Linked DNA regions of Gasterosteus aculeatus: region 1 is linked to region 2. The links are chromatin contacts, called in public Hi-C maps. All regions are on one chromosome and are shown on one strand. Each heading gives the region's core, a stretch centred on a gene start, on an enhancer-like site or on the middle of the called end of the contact. The rest is flanking DNA. Distances are from core to core; before and after follow the strand shown. Region 1 overlaps LOC120827769 (a long non-coding RNA gene). Region 2 has its middle 39 kb from the start of LOC120828510.

What was found. Hi-C and Micro-C count contacts between places; a contact is called where the count stands out from the background.
Region 1: a contact with region 2 is called in a Hi-C map of liver, with 9 times the contacts expected there. The contact joins two enhancer-like sites. A contact is called at or near these places in 5 of 6 Hi-C or Micro-C datasets (liver, skeletal muscle, tail fin and 1 more).

Annotation. Positions count from the first base shown.
Region 1 is chr11:11,053,128-11,055,827 of fGasAcu3.hap1.1, forward strand. The region is part of intron 1 of LOC120827769 (a long non-coding RNA gene); the gene reads right to left. Among protein-coding and RNA genes, the nearest start is that of LOC120827769, 5.7 kb to the right of the region's middle. Within about 2 kb of position 1,269, at least 1 of the 9 cell types and tissues checked has open chromatin away from gene starts, as enhancers often do.
Region 2 is chr11:10,890,976-10,893,675 of fGasAcu3.hap1.1, forward strand. No RefSeq gene overlaps it. Among protein-coding and RNA genes, the nearest start is that of LOC120828510, 39 kb to the left of the region's middle. Within about 2 kb of position 1,271, at least 1 of the 9 cell types and tissues checked has open chromatin away from gene starts, as enhancers often do.

The DNA.
Region 1 (2,700 bases), core at 19-2,518, 160 kb after region 2:
TCAACCGCTCATGATGAAATGTAAACAAGATGAATAATGTTGATCCTTTATCACTCTACAATCACAGCCCAGTTACTAAATCACCACCTTTTATCTTCAGTGCTGCAATTTTTTACCATATTATCCGTTTCGAGAGCAGCTTTCAACACAAATCGATCACTCTGTGCTCCTGTACCGTCTGGAAACCTGCGTTAGTACAAAAGGAACCCGCTGCGTTCTCACCTCTCCAATAGAACTTTCTCTGCTATTAAATGTCCTTTCTTCTGTGACTCATTTTCATCTTGTGGCCTTGTGGTGGGTTGATTATTGGGCTTCTGCTGTTGTCTATAAACATGATTCTCCCTCAGCCAGATCATTCTGAAGCTTTATTTATGTGCATGACACACGGCTATATGTTCGTACTTAAATACAGTTTACCGAAGCTCCCTTTGCACACGCCAGGCAACCGTACAAATGTTTTCTAAATGTCTACTGATGACATTATAAGCGCTTTAGCCTTTGACCAAATTACTGACATTACTGACGACTTGGACTTTCCTGACATTGATGGTTATGGTTTTTACTTTGTTATTTGGAGGATCCCGACTGTGGAACGATGTCTATCTTGATATATTACTATAAACAGTATAATATCCACACCATTAGCCTATTTTCATTATCATTTCTCAAAACTTTACTTATAGCAAAGCGTTGACAAGTGATATGTTGCTGGGTTTCATTATCGGATCAAATCCAGCAACACGTAACATGTTCCACACTATTCAGTTCTCCCAACTAATGTGAAATTTAAAAATAATAAAAAAAAATATTATATCATATTTGATAACCAGGGTACATTTAATTGTACTTTGCTACATTAAGTAAAGAAATCAGTGGATTCCTCTTGCATGTCTCCAAACAAGGATCCAACACTGACCTCTAGTGGTTATTGAGGATTAGGACATGCCTCCGTTGCCTAAAGGCGTGTAGGTGGAAATTATATCGAAATGCTTATATATTATAACATTAAAACGTCCTCCTGAACAGGAAAACCAACGCCAGGCATTTCATATACTAACACACGTTACAATGAGTAACACAAAAAAGTATGTGAAATATAAATATTACAGTTTAGACCTTGCAAACATTCAGAAAAGACTTAATTGTATCAATTGTTTTTGCTTTCAAATTAAATGTGTAGCTCATATAGGCGGCGTGAATAAACATCTAATAAAGTTACTGTAAAGTGACCTAAATGTGGTTCCAGGGAGTGTACTATATGTTAAGAGATCCGTACAACGGTGTGATGAGTTGTACACGTACTATTATGCTTAATCTTATAATCTGTCAACAGTGCTGTTAGAGAATGTAAAATGAATTATATTTCAAGGTGAGAGACATTCCTTATTATGTAGTAATATAACAGCACAATGTAAATGTAGTGCAAAATAGGAATTATGATTAGATTCTGTGCAATTTAGGCAAACGTTTGCCTAGAATAAATACATAACTGTTTTCCATATGACCATGAATCATTCAATTTGTGATTATTAAATAGCTTCACTGTTATTATTGTAAACACAAACGTTGATTCTGTCCTTGCTCAGGTTGTCCATTGGCGCCACAGATCTTTAGTGGCAAACAGAGAATATGCGACCCAGTAAAGTATTATTCTGTCACCGCCTACATTGTCCACAAGGGCGCAGCAGACTCCAACAAATACACAAACCCCAACCCTACACTAACAGTCAACGTCAATATGTTTGTTTGGCCTGACACTATTCCACGCAGCCTATTAGCCAGTGCAGACATTTCAATCCTCATGCCGATGAAGTGCAGGATTGTCTTGTTTCTCCTTCACAGCCCGTTGGACGAGCGACGCCTCGCGATGACGGCCGACCTCCGGAGGCGTCACAGCGCTTTGCCCCAGCGGGCTTCTCTGTTTCCTCTGGTCAGGGACACAGACAGCCGCTTCCACGCTGAGTCCGTCAGAAGATCAGGGACGACCACCTGACTCACAGGCCTACACACCGGGGGGGCGCCGGGCCTCAGGGGCCTGCTGCTTTTATCGGACACGATCATTTCTGTGCACCGCTCCGACACAATTACACTTCTTGTGTGAGAAGCAGTGCAGCTCAACCTCATTCGGTCTCCCTCAAAGAAAGAAGTGAAACAGAGACATTCAAATCTGTCGCAGAGCTTTACACGGATCATCCACACTAGCACTGAGACGTCGCGTGAGGAGCCCGGTGGTCTGCTGTGTCCCGGGGAGGTCACAGAGGGAATTTCACGCTCCTCTTCACACTGAAAATGTCTCTTTTATCCTTCACACTGAGAACCAAGGAAACGGGAAGAATGAAAGGGTGGAGTGAATGGAATTGTTTTTTAAACGGGAGCAAACTCCTGAATAAGGATTGCTAACTTGTGCAGGTGTGACTTGTCAGAGTGGGGGGGGGGGAAGCGACACCCAGCAGAGTAAAGGACATATGTGGTCACCGGTTGGGTGGAAGGGGACGTATTTGAGAGGCGAAATGGGGAGAAAGGAAATTCTCCTGCCAGAAGTGTGGTCAGTTTGCGCTTATAACGAAGCAGGTGAAGGACGGCCGGGGGGGGGTCACAGGGTTTAAATGACAGTTAGACATGGCGGGCCCCGTACGGCACACGGAGTTAAACGTGAAAGAGCCTGAAGACCCGGAGCAGAGGGAGGCTTATCAAACAATA
Region 2 (2,700 bases), core at 21-2,520:
TGTGTCACCGTCTCCATGTTTTTAGCTGAGCTGCCTGGAAATCCACATGTTCAACAGCTGCAGGGAGAAGGTATTATATATGTGTCCCAATGGTCGGGTGGAGGGGGGTTGGGGGGGGGGGGGTGCTCCAAGGGGAGGAAGCCCTTATCCCTCCCCGTGCTTTTGGTGGATCTGTCAGCGCTACAACTCCTCAAGGTGTCAATATATTGAACCAATATGTCAGCTAAATTCTTCTCCTACAGATACAGCTTTCGTATCGGTCCGAAGGTGACCGGAGAGCTGTTGGACGGGCTCGTGTCACCGTTTGTGTCCCCTGTAAATAATCAAGTTGGTGAGATGTGATGGCAGCTGCGTTAATGGGAAAGCCTGCTTGACTTCCTCTGTGTCAGCTTCGAGGAGCTCTGGGTTTTCAGCAGATCTTTGTAATATGGCTCACTATACTATACCATACATGTACTCAGCAGTCTAAATAAAGAAATAAATGCAGCTATGTTTGATACATTTAAGAGCCATTATGCAGCATACCTGTGGAGATGGAGGGCGTAACCGTTGGCATCCAATGATTTGGTATCTTTTACCTCAATATTTGGTTTTGTTTCATAAAATATTGGCCAGCCGTAGAAGTTTTGGAAGCTTTATTCTCTGTCTGATGTTTTAATCATAATTTTTGAAGCAGCTTGAAAATTCCAAAATCTTTCACTGATCATGTCTTTATCCCCCCAAACATCTGTTAAAGTTAGAGACAAAACAAATGCAGAGGACCAAATGATCAAGAATTATACCAAAACATTTATGTAAAGCACAAACTCAAAGGAATCTCAAACTGCTGAAAATGAAGCGTTACATATACTGAAACAACACTCAATAGGACAATAAATCCCATGTGGGACCATATCAGCATACTGTTTCATGGCCTCAACCAGGTCTCCTTCTGCTTTTTTAGGGGCAAAAGGTTTAATAAATAGCTTTATAAACCAACTCTTAGCACACAGTGTGAGGTACCCGGCTATTGGTTGACATTTTGGAACTTTTGAATAGAAACTACATTAAAATAAATACATCGTGCAGAGAGCCAGTATGTGTGCAGATGCATAAAACTGTTTCTTATTAGATTTCTCTCACTGAAAACACAATTAAAAAGTCTCTCTTTTCCTTCTACAGGAGGTGTGATTTTAACAATGATTAAAAGTTGAGCCACAACTTTATTGCCTTGCAAAATTAAATAAAAAAGGTAATGTGCCTTACCTGCAGTACCAATGCCGATCAAGTGATGGCAATCTGGCTCCATTCAAACAGATTCTCATTCTGCTAGACACGTTTTAAATAGACCTCTGTCCCAGCATGTTCAGCGCAGGAAAAGGAGAATTACAATAACTTATTAAGATGTATTGACACCAGATGTGTCCTGCCCCTGTTCTTGAGATGGGGCAAAAAAGTTCAAGCACTAATTGGCTTTCTGACCAGCCAACATGGTTCATATGCAGTCAGTTGACACATGCACATGTGAATGCATACATGTATGTATGCACATATTCATTTTTTGAAGCCTCACGCTTTCCGGTTTCACTAATACACACTGGTTTCATAGAGTAGCCCTTGATGACTACTGCAGAAAATAACACATATAACACGTTTGCAATGGGTTAATACAGTGCATTTATACATTGAAGTTTTGCTTCAAGAACCAAAAATGACCTTCGGCATTGGTCACGGTCCATTTTAAAATAAACATAAGAGAAAAAGATCAATTTTAGCATCACATTTTAGTGACAATTTTAGATCAAGATTCTCTCCCATTTAAATAAATATGAATAAATAAAATAAAATAAAAACCTAAAATACAAAATTACTTATAATGAATACAGTCTCAATAACCCTGCCCACCCTTACCTACCTTCACCCAAGTTTCAATATTTCTTTTTTCACCAATTGAGTGATGGCTGTTTGATGCATAGGGGTCATAGGTTATCAGCAAGAGCCCTGTCTCTCAGATGATGTCACTGATAGCTTCTAAAAGACTGAGTGAGAGTCCTTCAACATAAACAATGGTCCCGGCCGTGACATAGATTTACATTTTTCCCCTAAACTTTTTTCATGTAGTTGTTCCACCCTCGGCTCGTCCCTGAAACAGCAGCGTGTGTGGCTTTGGTCCCCATTAATAATACACCTGTCAAAGTGTCCTTTCACTGCTCAATTGCTTCTTCAAAGTGCTCGGCCCTCCACATCAAAACCCTTTATTCTTCAAGACGTGTAATTGCGCTGCCTGCCAGAATATTGGACACACGCAGACAAACACTAACTTGATGTTATTAACTTGCGTCACATTTTTACTGCCCTTTGGCATGTATTTGGTGTATAGCTGAAGAAAGGACGTTTTGGACACAAACCAGCTCCTAGGGAAAGATTTGTTTATGTTTTGTTTTTGTTGTGTGGGTATATTATAATATCCTATTTCAGGGGAAAGCTATTGTAATACGAGAAGACATTTTACAAAGAAAAAAGGGATCCGAAAAAAAGTGGTCTGAGTCATATAATTTACTTCAGCTGTAGGTATAAACAAGCATTAAGCATCGCTTCTTTACACCCTGCTTAAAGTATCACCAGAGACCCTCGTCCGTTTGTAGTCCGTGTGTCGAAGAAAGTAGTCGGACTACTGTTAGAATACACTAGGATCTGATCATGTGCATGTATGCAAAGATC